Regions from separate parts of the Mus musculus genome. Here region 2 is linked to region 1. The links are chromatin contacts, called in public HiChIP or PLAC-seq maps. All regions are on one chromosome and are shown on one strand. The core of a region is the stretch at or near the end of the contact, and the rest is flanking DNA. Distances in the headings are between cores, read along the strand shown. Region 1 overlaps Ankrd11 (ankyrin repeat domain 11). Region 2 overlaps Ankrd11 (ankyrin repeat domain 11).

Region 1 (4,865 bases), core at 1,394-3,893:
CTTTTTAGCAAACAAAGTCCATCCAGGCAGAAGAGAGAGGCAGAAGAGGGGGCAGAAGAGGGGGCAGAAGAGGGGACAGAAGAGGGGACAGAAGAGGGGGCAGAAGAGGGGGCAGAAGAGGGGACAGAAGAGGGGACAGAAGAGGGGACAGAAGAGGGGGCAGAAGAGGGGGCAGAAGAGGGGGCAGAAGAGGGGGCAGAAGAGGGGGCAGAAGAGAGGGCAGAAGAAGGGGCAGAAGAGAGGGGGCAGAAGAGGGGGCAGAAGTGGGAGAAGAGGAATCAGGAGAAGGAAGGAGGGAGGCAGAACAGGCAGGCATACATACAAGCACCTCCTTGAAATCCCAGCACTTAAGGTTCAAGGCCAACCTCTAATACATATCAAGTTATCAAATTCCAAACTAGACTAAGGTACATGAAAACCTGTCTCAAAAAGGGAGGAGGGGCCCACAAAGCCCCACAACAGGACACAACAGTTAGAGAACATGAGAAACAGTCACACAGGCAAGTCCTCCAGGGACTTCAGGGGGGACCAGAGGAACATTGTGGTTTGGGCTTGGGGTTTGTGTGAGACTTGTACAGAGAATGGCCTGGAATATGCTATGCATTCTGGGATGGTCTCCAACTCTCAATCTTCCTGCCTGTCTCCCTAAAACTTAGGATTACAGGGCCATCACCACCCTGTGGTCTTTGAAACCCAGATTCAACCAAGGTCTGAGAAGTGGGAATGCACATACAAGCTATAGGCTCTAGCACACACCCAAATGCCAGAGTGAAGAGGAATGCAGATGAAAACTAGAAGGAAACTAAAACCATACTGTAAGACATCCTATTGCAAAGAAAGGAAATCCTACTCTCCTAATGACAGGACATTTCTGTACCACACTTGGATACTCTCCCCCAGCCCACCTGGGTTACCCCAAAATTCCAGAAAGAAAGTCACCCCAAAGGAATCTCCCTCCTAAACAACCTCAATGTCTTACAAAAACACGGTACAAAGGTGTCCACTGATGGCCACCACCACTGTGGAAGAGCTCTTCACCCCACACTGTCCTTCTAACTTCCCCACCCTGGTGACATCACTTAAAACAACTCTAAGTTCTCCCTGTGGCAACCACGTTAGACCTCTCATAAACAATTCTTTGTTCTTATTACCATAACTCTAACATCAAAGAAGCATATAACTCAACAATAGAAGACGCTGTTTGGTTTTTGGTTTTGTTTTTTAACAGAAAGGGTCTCAGCCCTGTGGTGAATGGCAGCTGTAATGCAGCATTTGAGGAAATGGTAAGAACTGGAGCAAGACTAAGGACAGCCTGGGATGTATGAGAGTTCAAGGCCAGCCTGAACTTTGAGGGGAAACTGTTGGGGAAAAACAAGCAAAAGCAAGGACTGGGGGTGTAGCTCTGGTGATAGTTCTGACCTAGCAGGCACGAAGCCCTAGGTTCATTCCGTCTCCAGCGGTATAAACTAGGCATGGACCTGACAGACTGACAACCATGACAGACTCCTGCAGCCCAAGCACTCGGGAAAATCAGAAACAAGGCTGCCACTGACTAGCTACACACAGAGAGTGAGGCTAGTATGAAATACAGTAAGACCTTGTCTCAAACATTGTTAACTATCTGTCAGACTTAATGCAGCACACACCTTTAATCCCAGCACTAGGGAGGCTGAGACCAGCCTGGTTCCAGTACCAGGATTGACAAAGCTACACAGAGAAACCCTGTCACAAAACAAATTAAATAAGCTAAAGGAGCCAGAAAGATGGCTCAGAGATTAAGAGTATTTATTGCTTTTGCAGAGGACCTGGGTTCAGATGAACACACGTGGTGGTTCACAACCAGGTATCAGGGGATCCGACATCCTCTTCTGACTTTTAGGCACCAGGTACACATGTGGTGCACATACATAAACGCAGGCAAAACACTTATTCCCAAAAAAATAAAATAAATACATCTAAAAAAGGCCTCACTCTGTAGCCCAAAGTGGTCTAGAGTCTCCCAAGCACTGGAATGAGGTGTGTGCTACCAAACCTGGCACTCAGCAGAACTAAACCTTGAATACTCAAACCATACAAAAGCTCTAGTCCAGCTGCATAAGCACTAAACAGCCATGCAGCCTTTGACAACTGTATGTACAGTGGATTCCTCTGGGTCCCCCTTGTTCCCAGGGCAACAGTCTCATCACTGGCAAGTCCCCTGAAAACCAGTCCTCAAGTTGGCAGTTAATTGGTTCAGAAAAGGGTCACATCTCTAGAACATTAACTGCTTTACCTACTGCACAGATCAATGAAGTCAGATAGAAAAACATCTCAAGCTTAAGGACAACTTATATTAAAACTGAAGGTTATTTTTAAAGGCCTAAAAAGTTATTTCCCTAGATTAACCAGCCCTGGATGCTTTCTATACAGATTTTATTGATCAACTGTAAATCCAAGAACTCAGGAGGCAGAGGCAGGCTGATTTCTGAGTTCCAGACCAACCTAGTCTACAGAGTGAATTCCAGGGCAGCCAAGGCTTCAACAGAGAAATCCTGTCTTGAAAAACCAATTAACAAACAAGCAAGAATAAAATATACTCAGAAACCGGAATTAGTATCAGGATAGTCATGTTAGTGCATGCCTATGGCTCACAAGTTCACGGTCTCTCTGGGCATTTTAGGTTAAGACTCTAATTCAAAATAAAAGGCTGAGCCGGGCGTGATGGCGCACGCCTTTGATCTCAGCGCTTGGGAGGCAGAGGCAGGCGGATTTCTGAGTTTGAGGCCAGCCTGGTCTACAGAGTGAGTTCCAGGACAGCCAGGGATACACAGAGAAACCCTGTCTCAAAACAAAAACAAACAAACAAACAAAAATAAAAGGCTGGGGATACATGGCTCAATACTAAAGCAAAAAACCCCAAAAGTACTAGAAAGGAAGAGGAAGAAGGAATTAACACGAGCATCAACTATTCATAGTGAGAGACGTCTACTCTGAGTCACATGCTAGGCTTGAGTCACAATGTGAATGCGGAATCTGATCCTCATCAATGCGTTTCTGTATTTCTCTTTTGTTAATCACTGGAAGGGGGAGAGGGCGGCAGAGATAAGGTGCACATCTTGCTATCAGAGGACAAATCTGAAGCAGCCAGTTCTCTCCTTCCACCCTGTGGAGTCGAGGATTAAACTCAGGTCATCAAGGTTGCCCGAAAAGCCCCCGACCCACTGAGCCATCTAGTTCATGCTGTGTGATTGTCTATCACCTCCACATCCTATTAAGTGACAGCTACATCCACAGGAGTACATGCCACAGGTCACTGGTAGCCACCAATGACAAATATCCACACAGCAAGTCTACAGAAGTGAGAAAGAATATGAGTTCCAGGTCTAGCTCTCCAACAACTCACTACAACACCTCCGCACATAGGTTTTATTTACTGGGTTTTGGGGGTGGGTATAGAGCATTTAAGGAGTTGTCTTACTATAAGGCTGGCCCCAAACTCCTGGCATCCCTGGGATTGCCAGCATAGACCACTATATCCAGTTTGGATTAGTCACTTTAGCATAAATGTGAGCAGGAAGTAACACCCACACACCAGACTCCATACAAAGGAAACATAAAAAATTAAAAATTAATACATGGGCTACAAATCTCACCACTCCCATTTCACACCCACAACCTACCTTCTAGTTTCCCCCATAAGTAACAGGTTCCATTTTCAAAAGTAAAGTTCAGTACCACAATATTAAATATACAACTCCCTGAGTCTGTTATTTAACCTTCCATGAGTTTTAGGTCTTGGACACCACTGGCCTCAGAGTCTGCGGATGGAGGCAGGTTGGCTCCCTTTCTCTTAACAGCCCATGGAGAACTGACTTCAGCCCCAGCTACAAACACTTCAAAACCAAACAGCTTTGATAGGCCCACTTGTTTTTAAGTTTTTTGGTCTTTTAATTTCACTCACTGAAAACATATCCCTCAAAAGCATTCTTGAACAAGAAAATGAGCCAGCATTGTTTGGGTAAGGCACCAAAAAAAAAAAAAAAAAAGGCCACACCAAGCAGGACAGCCTGCCTCAGGGCCTTGTCTCTCCATCCCACTGTACCACAGTTCTGTGTGCCAACAGCAACAATCCCCTGGTCCCCTAAAGAGTCAGGACTCAGGATTCTGGTCCCCTAAATCCATCCCAGTCCAGTAAGACAGCAGTGCTAGATTAGCAACTGTGGTAGGGAAATAAACAACAAAGTAAGCTGTGACACTGTTGAAAAGGAGACAGTTCTGAAAAAGCTTTCCATAAAAATCAGTAAAGACCTGAGTGTGCATGCACAGCCTTCGGGGTGAGTGAGTGAGCGTGCACAGCCTTCGGGGTGAGTGAGTGTGTGCACAGCCTTCGGGATGAGTGAGTGCGTGCTCAGCCTTCGGGGTGAGTGAGTGTGTGCACAGCCTTCAGGGTGAGTGAGTGTGTGCACAGCCTTCGGGATGAGTGAGTGCGTGCTCAGCCTTCGGGGTGAGTGAGTGTGTGCACAGCCTTCAGGGTGAGTAGGGTGAGTGAGTGTGTGCACAGCCTTCGGGGTGAGTGAGTGAGCGTGCACAGCCTTCGGGGTGAGTGTGTGCACAGCCTTCGGGGTGAGTGAGTGTGTGCACAGCCTTCAGGGTGAGTAGGGTGAGTGAGTGTGTGCACAGCCTTCGGGGTGAGTGAGTGAGCGTGCACAGCCTTCGGGGTGAGTGAGTGTGTGCACAGCCTTCGGGGGCATCTGGCACCTCTGCAGTCATGCCAAGCTGCCATATTTAGTGCACTGCCCTCTTACACTCGGAAAGCTTACTTGGACTTTTACAGGGAAAAAGAAAAACCCTGTACATTTTTAAATGTTTAAACTGACTCAGCAGTT
Region 2 (4,758 bases), core at 632-3,131, 89 kb before region 1:
ATACAGTGAGACTCTTTCTCAAAAACAACAATAATTGAAATAATTTTATTTTAAATCATCTTTTAACACTGAGTATGATGTATTTTGGTTCTAGGCCTTTCTTTAAAATGTAAAGGAAACTCCTTTTTGTTTGTAGACCTTTCCCTCACCCATATTGTCAAACACGATTTTTAGGTCCTGTTGAGGCCAGAGGTTGACAGTGACTGTGTTCCTTGATCTGTTCTCTATTTATTGAGGTAGGATCTCTCTCTGAACTTGAGTTTGCCAATCTGACTAGCTGGCAAGCCTGCCTTTGGGGAACCCCTGTCACCACGTCCTGAGTAAGGGTTATATAGGGTGAAGCAGGCCCATCCACTGGTACGCACACTTGTATAGTAAGCACTTCAGCATCCCGGCTTGATACCTAGTTTTTAAAAATGGACAAATGATACCACAGGCAAGATGCCTCAGTAAAGAAGATAAATAGCTGAGCCTGCATTTCTCCAGATAGGTTCATGACAAATGATCAGTATCATCTGCTAACAGGAAAATGAAAATTATTGCCATTATCACTATAAAGCCTAAGTTGGCCTCAAGCAGGCAGGAATCCTCTTGTCCCCACCTCCCAAGTACACCAGAGTGTCACACAACGAGCCAGGATCATACCTGTCATCTCTGCAATGAGGAGGTTAGAGCAGAAAGACCACAGGGTGGAAGTCAGTCTATGCTATGGGCGGAGTTAAATCACAACAGGATGCTCTAAATATCCAGCAGACTGGATAAAATCAGAAAGACTGGGTAAATATAGAACGGCATACAGGATGCTCAAAGTCAACTGACCCTGAACTTCTCAAACCAAACATGACCCACCCACTGCACACTCTGCTTCTAAATGCACCACTGAACTGTGGGCCAAAACAACCCCTTCCATGCAGTGCTTTTTGTCAGGTGTTTGTCTCCCTGACATCTTAAACCAACACAGGTGTAGCATGACAGGCAGTTTGTCAAGACACTGGGCCACAGGGCAGCTCAGCACTCCCATACCCTTCACTGCCCAAAGCATAAAGGTCAGAATCATGGGAGCTAAACATCCAGACCAAAAATATACCTTCCCATGAGCAGCCCATGGAGACTGCCAGCAGCAGATGGCCATGGTGAGTACTTCTTTTCTGAAGCTATCGGGGTGTTTGTTTAAATATGAGGGACAGAGACAGGCTCATTTATGAAAAGAGGAGCCTTAATATCCAAAGCTGCTAGCACTACAATGAAAGTGGCTCAACAGACACAAGAAGGGGAACAAAACAAGCCCTCATTCCTTCTAGGTTATTCCACATACAGCTCTCTCTCTTCCCTCAAGCCAAGACCCACACAACTGCACTCATGCTTACAGACAGATTCTTAGCAAGCACAATGTGACTGACAAAGGGAAAGCAATGTCTTACCTGCTCTATTTCTCAGGAACAAAGCCCTATGACCATCTGGTACGAATCTACCCAATTAACCAGCTGGGTACTAAAGGCTCTGTCTAGGTGCGTGCTGACAGTCTTGAGCACAGCAGACTCCCAAGCATGCCTTCTGGACACTGGTACATGTCACCACGGCACTGAACTAACAAAGCATGGGCATCCTTCTTTGCTTCATTCACAGGGATAAGAGTGGTTGGTTTGTGTTTTTTTGTTTTTTAAATCTTGTTTCTCATGGTTTATTTATTGATGGCATATTGGTGGGGGGGGGGTGCATTAAACAGAAATGGGAGTTTAAGGAAGAGTATATGATTCACATCTTACTTTATAACGTAAGCAGAAAGAGCCCTTCTGTCTCTGCAGAGACTCAAAGGAAGAGCCAGAGCCTGGTCTGTCACGGCAGCTGAACACAAAGACGACAACAGGAAGGACCTAGTCACACAGTCACAGGAGCAGCCCAGGCTGCTTTACCATTCTCAGTCTCCTCCCCCAGCCTCAGTGCTGACATTAGAGATACAGAGCACCAACCCAGGAATCTAGTATTAATGACGGTCAACAGCATCTCAGGATACACCACCCAACAGGACCAAGATATCCAAACTCAACAAAGTCTTTGTATTTGCCAGCAAAGAGTTACCACTGCCCTGGCTAAGAGGAGGACAGAGCAGCAAATACTGAGACAAGGCTGGCTTCTGGTAGTAGTAATGAATCCAAAGTTTGCATAAGCAAGGGAAGGCTTATCTCAGGTTGTACCCCTAAATAACAAATGGAATGTGGAGCTGAAATCTACACTTTTATTCACTCAACTATTCCAAGATAAACATCTTTAAAAATTAAAACTTACATGCAATAAGCTTTACATTAAATGCTGAAAACAGTCTCTTGGCCCAGAATCTAAAGATCCTCCCTTTCTTCCTTACCTCGAATTTCAAAGAAAAGAAAACTGAAAAACTGCCTCTGTGAACACGACACGGATCTCTCCTGCATCCTCCACGGACCAAGCACTGCCTTACGCCAGCCCTGTCCTTGGTGAGGCCGGGGAAGAGCTCAACACCACAGCACACAAGCACCTGTGACCCTGCTCATAAGGAGGGCATAAGGGCTCTGCAGGCCATCTCAGAGATGGCACTTGCTCCCCTCACCCAACCTCCCTCTCCCTCCCTCCCCTTCCCTCCCTTGGTGTTCTCAGAAAAACCTGTTAACACAGTTGTTAAGAAAGGATACTGAAGTAGTATGTATCATCACAAAAAAAAAAAAAAAAAAAAAAAAAAAAAAAAAACCAGAATACAAACAAACTACCCCTCCCCAAACAAATAGAGGTGGCCATGCAAAAAACTGCTACATGACCTTCATGCCCTTAGAAGGTTCGGACATCCCATCTAAGGGCATGAAGTGTCCAATGAATGAAGTTTCCATTTAGTTGCTCATTTGTGCCTCGAATTAAAGCTGACCTATACTGTTCCAGGCATGGTGGCGTGCGCGCACACGCACATATATACACACACACATTCACACACACACACACACTGTTAACTCTCTGTGTGTGTACACTGTTCCTACGTGAATGACAATCTAGGTTGGTAAGGACTCAGTAAGAAACATTCCCATTACCACCTGGGTGTCCTTTGACAACTCCTGACTGCCTAAAGGTTATTTCTGAGTTTGAACTATCAACAAGGCACTGAAACCAACCTAGAACTTGACCCCCAGAGATATAGCAGCAGTACTGTGAAACAAATTCATTATGATAAGTCAACAGGGCTGGGACAGTGGCTCACATCCATAATCCTAGTGTTAGGAGGCTAAGGCAGGGGCTGTTACAAGATAAAGGTCAGCCTAGGTTAGACTATTTGGGTCCCAATTCAGTCTGCACAACAGGGTAAGGCCCTGTCTCAGACATGTGTGTTTGGTGGTGGAATGGCATGGCAATACTCCATTGAGAAACAAAATATAAAAATGTGGGTAAAGATGCCTCGTCATTTAATAAGCACACGTGGATCCTTTGTGTATGAGTAGGCATGGCTATAGTGACAGCTACCTATCAGTAGTGTCCAACTCAGCCCTATCATTCACAGGGGGAAACCAATTCCATGAAGCTAGGTATTCAATAGTTCATATAGTTCAATAAAAGGACCAAGCAGAAAGAACGACTGTCCTTGCTCCAAAGGTATGACAATGGTGCTCAAGAAATGCTAACTGACTTGCCCAAGATCACAAAAACAAAACAAAAACCAATGTTCAAAACACTGAGAGTGCTCTGCCTTTAGCTGTTCCTATTTTCTCTATACCCAAATGAGCACTGCTGGCAAGTGTATGGCCAGAGAGGAAAGAGAACTGTGATCAGAAAAAGACTAATAGGTTCAAGAAGGGCCCAGCCAGGAGCCAGGCCCAAAGTGAGACCTGGTAAATGTAGGCACTCATTATGGGCCTGCCTGCATGACTGCTGTGCAGGGCAGACTACAGGAGTCTAACAAGCATACAGCATTGTTTTTATCCTCAAACATCTGGTCACTATCTTTGTTTAAATTGCATTATAGATTGTAAGCAATAAATAGTCTATGATATAAAGTTGAAATTTCTGCTTTCTTTGGAGACTTATAATGATGTTTTGCTGAGGTACACAGGTGAAAGAATGTTTTGCTAAAGCAGACACACAGAAGGATGCATGATGTTTAGAAGGAATAAATATGACGCCCACCAACAGTGGGAGGTCACTGGAGCTCACAAAAGCACTTGTATCAATTCACTCTACACAGAGTTGGTGAGCTTTGCTTGTGGTGTCTCCATAGAGAGAAACTCACCAAAGACCTTCTCATGAGACTCCTGTGGCGTTCTTGCTGCTTCCCCAGACTCAGGCCTGCTGGTGAGTTTCAGTTTCTTCTGGATTGAACTTCCCTTGCTGATTTGCGTTTGGTGTTTGCTAGTGGACTGGACTAAGAACAACAAAGACTGGAATTGCCCCAAAGAGCCCAAAGAACCATTATTAAACAGGTCTACTTCCCCCATGTCCTAAAAACCTTTCCTTTCCATTACCTAAAAATATATGCCTACAATGGTACGACTTTTTTTTTAAATTATTAATGAGGAGGCTAGAGAAATGACCCAGTGGTTAAGAGCATTTGCTGTGGAAGTTCATAACCACCTATAATTCTAGTTCCAGAGACTATAGTGCCCTTATTTGCCTCCATGTCAGACACAGGCCTACATGCAGGCAAAATACCATACACATAAAATTAAACTAAAAAGTGTAATTGAATCCTAGCACATTAAAAGGCAGTATCTTTTCCTAGGAAGTAAATGCAAAGCCCCACGTATA

Evidence for each region. HiChIP or PLAC-seq counts read pairs in DNA pulled down with a chosen protein or histone mark.
Region 2: a contact with region 1 is called in an H3K27ac HiChIP or PLAC-seq map of microglia, with 6 times the contacts expected there. The contact joins two enhancer-like sites. A contact is called at or near these places in 20 of 39 promoter capture datasets (the 3T3-L1 cell line, 3T3-L1-derived adipocytes, the C10 cell line and 15 more), 1 of 15 datasets of contacts at CTCF or cohesin (the NIH/3T3 cell line), 19 of 484 Hi-C or Micro-C datasets (the 63-12 cell line, B cells, CD8 T cells and 15 more), 27 of 115 datasets of contacts at active chromatin or transcription factors (the 230-238 cell line, CD8 T cells, the HPC-7 cell line and 22 more) and 1 of 9 other capture datasets (liver).

What each region holds. Positions count from the first base shown.
Region 1 is chr8:123,024,983-123,029,847 of GRCm38.p6, forward strand. All of the region lies in intron 1 of Ankrd11 (ankyrin repeat domain 11), which reads right to left. Among named protein-coding and RNA genes, the nearest start is that of Ankrd11, 15 kb to the right of the region's middle. Within about 2 kb of position 2,644, at least 71 of the 459 cell types and tissues checked have an H3K27ac peak or open chromatin away from gene starts, as enhancers often do. A contact at or near this core is called in CD8 T cells, Th1 cells, Th17 cells and 5 more, where this site is marked.
Region 2 is chr8:122,936,905-122,941,662 of GRCm38.p6, forward strand. The region is part of intron 2 of Ankrd11 (ankyrin repeat domain 11); the gene reads right to left. Gm39272 (a long non-coding RNA gene) reads left to right here. Exons shown (of 3, transcript XR_879314.3): 1 at 1-2,471; 2 at 4,232-4,305. Among named protein-coding and RNA genes, the nearest start is that of Gm39272, 5.5 kb to the left of the region's middle. Within about 2 kb of position 1,882, at least 63 of the 459 cell types and tissues checked have an H3K27ac peak or open chromatin away from gene starts, as enhancers often do. A contact at or near this core is called in CD8 T cells, Th1 cells, Th17 cells and 5 more, where this site is marked.